2 separate regions of the Triticum aestivum genome follow, and region 1 is linked to region 2. Evidence: chromatin contacts called from public Hi-C data. All regions are on one chromosome and are shown on one strand. Each heading gives the region's core, a stretch centred on a gene start, on an enhancer-like site or on the middle of the called end of the contact. The rest is flanking DNA. Distances are from core to core; before and after follow the strand shown.

Region 1 (4,613 bases), core at 1,617-4,116, 150 kb after region 2:
ACCCTAGGCCCCTCCAGTGTCTATATAAATCGGACGGTTTAGTCCCCAGGGACAACCATAATATTCATAGGCTAGACAAGCTAGGGTTTAGCCATTACGGTCTCGAGGTAGATCAACTATTGTAACCCCTATACTCATCGAATACAATCAAGCATGACGTAGGGTTTTACCTCCTTTAAGAGGGTCCGAACCTGGGTAAACATTGTGTCCCTTTGTCCATTGTTACCATTGATCCTCAAACGCACAACTTGGGCCCCCCTACCCGAGATCTGCCGGTTTTGACACCGACACTCGAAGTCGAGAAGAAGGCGACCGAGGCCGCCGCCGCGGCTTCTGCCTGGCCGACTGGAGGGTATAACACGCTTGTCCCTCTCCTGTTTATCTCTATGTTAGCCGTACTAGCATTATGGGTAGATGTGTCTACTGTGATATGTGCTTATTTGATTTGTAATCAGTATGTTGTTAATTCTGTCAATGCCACGATCATGATTATTTCCTAGATTAATTTAATCGAGAAATTGCCTATTTACTCAGCACCACCACGGGATTTGCCCTTAATTTTTGACTACGCTCAGTTTTGTCCTTATATTTGCCTTCGAGGTCACCCGAATGCCCTTTGACCATTTGAAAATTACCTAGAAAATTCATATGAACCCCAAAAAATGCAAATAAGATATCAAAATATTCAAATAAATATTACCTCTTTGTGCATGTCATTTGCATTTAGGATAAAATATCATTTAAACTACCCGAGATTATTGATGTCATTAATGTTATTAAACCTGAAAAGGTATAAACACTAACTTTTCATGGATAAAAATGACATGCACATATAGGTGATATTTCCTAAACATTCTAATATCTTATTTGAAATTTTCCAAGTTCATATGAATTTATAAACTCAGAACAATGCAAGTAAGGTATCATACTTCAACGTCGTATTTTTTAATCTAGTAAAAGACAGACAGTGATATCAGAACCACTCTCCAAAGCCCAAAAGCCTCACCTCTGGAAGGGACCCCAAACGAGAATTAGCAGAAGGGCACCACCAAACTATCAATCGAATCAAGGAGGCTCCATCATTGATCTTCATCATCATCATCGCCAACACCCTGTTCATCTCTTTGTAATATCAAACCCTAGTCGGAATTGTCTAAGTACACACAGATGAAGGGTGGTCACAATGTGCCCTTTGGAGTCGGGAGATGTACCCCGATCAAGGGGCATCGCCTTTGTGGTTAGGAGCTCGGTTGATGACAAAAATGTTGGGGCAAACCTCTGGGGCACAAGCTGGAACCGACAATCTTGATCCAACAAGCGTCACCCAGAACTCAAACCGATTTCGTGGTATGCCCTACAACGAGCCAGTAGCCGGAATCCCATCCGTTGGGAGCCATCGAATACTGCCAAGCTTTTCCCGAAGTAGCTCAAAAACCTCCACAGCGCCTTCGCCTTGAAGGAAAAGCGATGATCAACTATCACATCTCATTCTCGTCCGTGTTCTTTCTTTTGCGGGACCTTAAGAAGTCCTGCATGGCTTCCCGGTAGGAAGGACTTGTGAAACTCGGGGGGCTACTGATGAGGGAAACATCCTACTTCCACTCAGAGTGGGCCCGGAGAGGAGGACAGTCGATTCAGTAACTAGAAGGACAAAGAGACCCCGAGAGCTTGTGGGCTCTAGAGGGTTGGCCTTAGCCCATTAGGTGAATGATGTGCCCCCAACTCTATCAAAGATATGAGACAGACGAGGAAGAAAACCCTAGAGATATAGAGAGCCACCCAAGTCACCCAAGTCAGTTGTCTCCGCATCCATGAATAGAGCTTTATAACTCGTGCGCCACAACTCTTCAGTGATCCTCACGATCCTCGACGAGCTATCAAGAAATATAAACAACTTGAGACACGAGTAGGGGTATTACCTCCTAGAGGGCCTGAACCTGGGTAAACCCCCCGCCCTGTGCCTCGCCGTCTTGATCCGCCACTCGCACGCCCCACCGAGCAAATACATCGTCGCTCGACAACACTACTGATACAAAACACCAACACCGGGTCAAAATAACTTCGAGGCTGCTACTTGATGACGCACAGACAACAATGTGAATTGGACGTCCCTCCACCGTAGTCTCGACACCGTGAGAGGATCTCAAGGCTAATTGTTTTGATGCCAACATTTCACCGAATCAAACGTCGTCAAAATTGAAAACTATTCTAGAGATTGACAAGAACCGTTTTTGATAGCCAAATTTTAGACTTGCAGTATTGAGAACAAAGCAATTTATCCTTCTCGTGCCAAAAAAAAGCACCACATAGAAAAAGCTGAAAAAAACGAGGTAGTAAAAGAAATCCCCAAAGCTAGCCACCTAGGAGGCGCCAGTTGTGTTCCCTGTCACCCACCACGCGATCAATCATGAGGCTGTGCGCGACGGAACCTGGCCGCCTGCCTGTACCCATCAATGGCCAATCACTCCCTTCCATTCCATCCCCAGCTCACCTCGCGCACCGCACAGCGGCCTCGCTGCCAGTAGTAAAACCCAGACCCCGGCGCGACCTGGATGGAGAAGCAAGCGAAGGAAGGAAGGAACGAAATCATCTCAACGCCGGTCGACAATAGTACTCAAAATCGACGGAATAATCAAAAGCGGCAAGGCAGACAGGAGCAAGGAATCCCGCGAACCCAAAACCTGAATTCCCTCCCTCCCGGACCCAATCCAGCTCGACCCGCCCCCGCCCAACCAAACCAAACCAAACCAAACCCCTTCCCTCCGTCCTCGTCTCCTTCTGCCTCTGTCCCACCCGCCCCTGCCCCCGAGCCGCACCTCCCCAAACCCTACCCATATATTATTAAACCCATCCCGAGTCTCCCCCGCCCGTCCCCTGTCCACCCTCCCCTCCACATTCCCGCCGCCTCCTCCTCCCGCAAAACCCTAGCCAGCCGCCCCGCCGCCGCCGCCGCCTCGGCCCGCGCCCGATCCGATGGCGTCCGCCGAAGACCAGGCCGCGGCCGCGGCGCTGCTGGGCGGCGACCCGGCGGCGTTCGACGCGCTGCTCTCCACGCTCATGTCGGCCTCCAACGCCGACCGCGCCGCCGCCGAGGCCGCCTTCCACCGCCTCCGCGGCTCCCACCCGGAGCCCCTCGCGCTGCGCCTCGCCTCCTCGCTCGCAGCGCCGGCCACCCCCGCCGAGCTCCGCGCCATGGCCGCCGTCCTGCTCCGCAAGCTCCTCTCCCCGACGGCCTCCTCCGACTCCTCCTCCGCCGCGCCGCCCCCGCTCTGGCCCCTCCTCTCCCCCGACGGCCAGGCCGCGCTCAAGGCCCACCTCCTCGCCGCGCTCCAGTCCGACCCCCCCAAGCCCATCGCCAAGAAGGTCTGCGACGCCATATCCGAGCTCGCCACGCTCCTCCTCCCGGAGAACACATGGGCCGAGCTGCTGCCGTTCCTCTTCCGCGCGGCCTCCACCCCCGAGGCGCCCAACCTGCAGGAGTCGGCGCTGCTCATCTTCGCGCGCCTCGCGGATTACATCGCCGAATCTCTTCTCGACCATTTGATGACCATCCACAACCTTCTAGCATCTGCCCTGGCGCACCCGACGTCGCCTGATGTTCGCATCGCCGCGCTGAGCGCCGCCGTTAATCTCGTTCAGTGCCTGCCCACTAACGCGGACAGAGATAAGATGCAGGACTTGCTGCCTGCGATGATGAGGGCGCTCACCGATTGCCTGAATTCGTCCCAGGAGGCATCTGCACAGGAGGCACTGGAGCTGCTTGTGGAGCTGGCTGGTGCAGAGCCAAGGTTCCTCCGGCGACAGATTGCCGATGTGGCAGGAGCGATGCTGCAAATAGCTGAAGCTGCACAGTTGGAGGATGGAACTAGGCACCTGGCTGTCGAGTTTGTGATTACTCTTGCTGAGGCCAGGGAGCGTGCACCAGGAATGATGCGCCGGCTCCCACAGTTTGTTGGCAGGCTCTTCCAAGTACTTATGCAGATGTTGCTTGATGTAGAGGACGACCCTGCCTGGCACACCGCCGAAACTGAGGATGAAGATGCAGGTGAAGGGAACAACTATGGAGTGGCGCAGGAGTGCCTTGACCGTCTTGCCATTGCCATTGGTGGGAATGCAGTTGTGCCGATTGCATCTGAGCTGCTTCCACAGTATCTTTCTGCTCCAGAGTGGCAGAAGCACCATGCTGCGCTCATCACGCTTGCACAGATTGCAGAAGGATGTGCAAAGGTTAGCCTAAGAACTTTGGCCTTTTGATTACCTTTGCAATAATTTGTTACTTCATCACCTTGTTGAAATGCTTAAAAGAAATATCAATTCATTTACATTGTTGAATTATAAATCAATAAGAAATATGGAAACAAGATAGTGGATGCCATACTTTTACCTTGACCCCTTGTTTACAAGCAACTGCAAATTCTGACTTGCCATGCCTATAAAACATTTTCGCTAGCGTTAGGCTACAAAAATGTGTTTTGTTCTATCATTTTTGCAAGTAGGAAATAACCAAAGTAGATCATCTCCTCAACAGTTGCTGTTTATTGCCGTCAGGTTATGCTTAAAAACTTGGAGCAGGTGGTTTCGATGATACTGAATGGATTCCAACACCCTCATCC
Region 2 (4,404 bases), core at 213-2,712:
GGCAACAACGACACGCCTATCGCTGGATTCAAGCGTCATTTGCAATGGGTTCCCGACGGATGAAGTCCGACCGCTTTTGAAATTTTTTGACATTTTTTTATGTCCACTTTTCTGCATACATATTTTACATTTTTTAATACATTAGGAGCATTTTTTATATACACATTTAACATTTTACAAATACATGATTCACATTTTTAAAACATTTAATATTTTGATGTCTATTCTTTTACATACACATTGTACATTTTATATATATCGGCAATATTTTTTATATACACGTATACCATTTTTCAAATACACAATTAATATTTGTTTTAACATATATTTTTTATGTCTACATTTCCCATAAACATTGTACATTTTTTGTATAATCAGGTACATTTTGTATATACACGTTTAGCATTTTTCAAATACATATGTTTTGATGTCTATTTTCCATACACATTATACAATTTTCTTATACATTAGATACATTTTTCATACGCGTTTAACATTGTTCTAATGCGGGTTAATGTTTTTCAAATTTTGCATATAAATTTATTTTTGAATAGATATATTCACAACATTATAAATACAAGTAAAATAAAAAAAGTAAAACAAAAAAGGAACGAAAAATATAAAAAAGAATTTTAAAAGCCCTGAAGGCTTGTCCGCGCTGGGAGGCCCAATCGGGCGTCTGCTGAAGCGAGACCTCCTTCTGTCTCGCGCAGGCGAGACATAGGGGCGCCCCTCTTTACCACCCCAAATCGACGTGTAACTATTTTTCAATCGCTTGTGAAATAGCAAATCCGGGCAGCAGATCATGAGAATCAAACACAGCCGTGAGAGTAGTTAAAGACTCTGGTGCTCGTTTTGTGTCTGTTTCGTTCTGAACCAATAAGGCTAGTTGCTAAAATAAAGCCAAGTCTGGTTCGTCTACCACCATATGGCTCATGCACACTGCTCGAGCCCTACTGCACCTGTGGCGGCATTAAAATAACCGACGTGTTATAGTGTTCACCTACGGATCTTATTATAGTACAATCAGCAGGCCGTACACTGCCTGATTAGGGATTACGTCCGCCTAAACTTGTACAGCTATTAGTAAACTACTACTGCCGTTGCAGCCGTTCCACTACATCTTTTAGGCCGAGAAACCCAATAGAAAACGTGTAGTCATCGCTGGCTAACCGGCATACATAAGGCAGAACGCCGGCATCGTATATGAGATAAAACGCCACGAAACCGGAGCTTTCAGAAATGGACGAACGGTAGCGCCAAGGCGCCCTGAAAGAGCCACTTGGAGTCTTGCGATAAGCGCGCGCGTAGATGACAACAACACGCCGAGCCATGCCGTTGATCACATAGCTAAGCTACGCCTTATATAAATCGAATGGCACATTGATGCATACACCCAAACATCAAGGCATCTGCCAATCATACGGTGCAGCGGTACAGAGCAGCTCGAGCCAAACCACAAATGGCGGCGAAGAAGGGCCTTCTCGCCGCCGTCCTGCTCCTGTCCTTGCTGAGCTCGCCGCTGCCTTCGCGCGCCCAGGCATCGTCGTCGTTCCCCGTCAATGTCTGGCCCAAGCCGACGTCCATGTCCTGGGCGGAGCCTCTCGCCGCCATGCCGGTGTCCGCGTCGTTCCGCATCGTCGGGACGTCCGGGAACAGCCCGTACCTCGTCTCCGCCACGCAGCGCTACACCGCGCTGCTCTTCGCCGAGAGGTACAGGCCCATCGTCCGGCCGGCGGTCAATGTCACCGCCGGGGGCCCCGCGCTCCAGAGCCTGACCGTGTCCGTGTCCGACCTGTCCGCCCCGCTCCAGGACGGCGTGGACGAGTCCTACGCGCTGGAAATCCTCCCCACGGGCGTGGCCACCATCACGGCTGCCACGGTATGGGCCGCCATGCACGGGCTGGAGACGTTCTCGCAGCTCGCGTGGAGGGGCCGGCAAGGGGAGCTGCTGGTGGCCGCCGGCGTGCGCGTGGAGGACAAGCCTTTGTACCAGCACCGGGGCCTGATGCTCGATACCGGGAGGACCTACTTCCCCGTCGTGGACATCCTGCGGACGATAGACACCATGGCGGCCAACAAGATGAACGTGTTCCACTGGCACATCACGGACTCGCAGTCGTTCCCCATCGAGCTGCCGTCCGAGCCGATGCTCGCGGAGATGGGCGCGTACGGTGAGGACATGAGGTACACCGTCAAGGACGTCAAGCGCATCGTCGAGTTCGCCATGAGCCGCGGCGTCCGCGTCGTGCCGGAGATAGACGCGCCGGGTAATTAAGCACGCTGACACGGCTGCTATTTTTCCCATTCGGCCTACTAAGCAATGTGCTGACACGGCCCAGTTTTTAAGGTAACACGGCCCAGTTGATGAACGAGCTAATCTTTTCAGGCCACACGGCGTCGTGGGCCGGCGCGTACCCGGAGGCGGTGTCCTGCGCGGGCAAGTTCTGGCTGCCCGACGCGAGCGACTGGGGCACCAGGCTCGCGGCCGAGCCGGGGTCCGGCCAGCTGAACCCGCTGGAGCCCAAGACGTACGAGGTGATGACCAACATCATCAACGACCTCACCTCCCTCTTCCCGGAAGGCTTCTACCACGCCGGCGCCGACGAGGTGACCCCGGGATGCTGGGAGACGGACCCGTCGATCCAGGCGGACATGGAGAAGGGCGGCACCCTGAGCCAGCTCCTGGAGCACTACGTGCGCGCGGTGCACCCACACGTCGTGTCCAAGAACCGGACGGTGGTGTTCTGGGAGGACGTGCTGCTGGACCTGGAGGTGAACGTGAGTTCGTCGGTGATCCCGCCGGCGACGACCATCCTGCAGACGTGGAACAACGGGGCCAACAACACGAAGCTGATCGTGCAGGCCGGGTACCGCGCCATCGTCTCCTCCGCGTCCTTCTACTACCTCGACTGCGGCCACGGCGACTTCGTCGGGAACAACAGCGTGTACGACGACCAGAGGAGCGACTACAAGACGGACGGGGGCTCGTGGTGCGGGCCGTTCAAGACGTGGCAACGGGTGTACGACTACGACATCGCGTACAATCTCACCGCGGAAGAGGCCAAGCTGGTCATCGGCGGCGAGGTGGCGCTGTGGACGGAGCAGGCCGACTCGACGGTCCTGGACGCCAGGATCTGGCCGCGGGCGTCGGCCATGGCGGAGGCGCTGTGGTCCGGCAACCGCGACGCGTCCGGGAGGAAGCGGTACGCGGAGGCCACGGACAGGCTCAACGACTGGCGGCACCGCATGGTGGGGCGAGGGATCCGCGCCGAGCCCATCCAGCCGCTCTGGTGCCGCACGCGCCCGGGAATGTGCGACATGGTTCGGTGAGGGGCCGGCAAGAAGCGGCGCCTGCGTACGCGCCGTTGCGTGTGCCAACTCCGAGCATTACCTTCCATTCATATCAAACGTGTCAAACTAAATTATGTAAGTGAGCTAAAGCATCTATGGTGTTTCCTTTTTGTTGTGTGGTTGTGCGGAGAATACTACCAGCAGTGCCATTTTTTTGTCAATTTGTTCTTTGTTTGTAAATGTGAAGTGGACGGCATGTCATGTTATCCAATGCGCAGTTGTACCTTCCTCAAAGCTGGACCTTTTCATGGGACCCATTCGCCAAATGAGTTGCTTGTACTGGGGCTTGATTTGATTAAAGTAATGCCAAGTTGTTTGTGTCAATCAACTTCTACTTTTTCCTCCTGGAATTTCTCCATTATCGCTTATAATTGCTTATTTGGAGATGTCACATGGACAGTAGGGCTTTTTTTTAGCCCAACGGAGCTTCCTTTGTTGTGAATGAGATGCGTTTCACACTGCAGCATGACATCGGTTGAACTGTAAAAAAAATGAAATCGGGTGAAATGAACGCCGGAAGAGAATATCTAAAATTCTCAGGGCTCCTTTGATTCAAAGGATTTGCATAGCAGTATTAGGGGATTAATCCTTATAATTTTTTCCTAGTTGGTCATTCGATTCATATGATTGAATCATATATAGAAATTTTCTCTAAGAAATTCTTTGACCTACTTAGAGTCCTTTGTTTTTCCTATGTTGCAATTAAACAACCCAAAATCATGCAGGATTGAGATGTTTTGACCTTCTAATCTTATGTTTTTTCTATTCCCATGTTTTTAGAATCCCGCGAATTAAAGAGGCTCTTGCAATCGCATGTTAAAGGCGACTTGAAACGTGGATCATCAAAATGGAACTTCTTAAATGTGTGTGGGGATAAGGCGGAGGCAATCCAACGGCAGGTACCGAATGTCCGCTTTCAATTTATTTTCTTATACCCGAACTATTCAAAACAATCAAAGATGTAATAACATGTTCTTACAACTGAAAATAAATATTCGAATGCAATAATAATTTGAATTAAAAAATCCAGACATAAAATTTTGAAATAAA

What was found. Hi-C and Micro-C count contacts between places; a contact is called where the count stands out from the background.
Region 1: a Hi-C map of leaf shows a contact between it and region 2, with 5 times the contacts expected there. The contact joins the promoter of LOC123044456 here to the promoter of LOC123041089 in region 2. A contact is called at or near these places in 2 of 5 Hi-C or Micro-C datasets (both in leaf) and 1 of 1 datasets of contacts at active chromatin or transcription factors (leaf).

What each region holds. Positions count from the first base shown.
Region 1 is chr2B:219,571,882-219,576,494 of IWGSC CS RefSeq v2.1, forward strand. LOC123044456 (importin-5) reads left to right here and starts at 2,867. Exons shown (of 20, transcript XM_044467194.1): 1 at 2,867-4,227; 2 at 4,549-4,613. The coding sequence starts at 2,974.
Region 2 is chr2B:219,424,888-219,429,291 of IWGSC CS RefSeq v2.1, forward strand. It overlaps LOC123041089 (beta-hexosaminidase 2-like), which reads left to right and starts at 1,463. Exons shown (of 3, transcript XM_044463788.1): 1 at 1,463-2,270; 2 at 2,390-2,706; 3 at 2,866-3,659. The coding sequence starts at 1,463. The coding sequence ends at 3,333.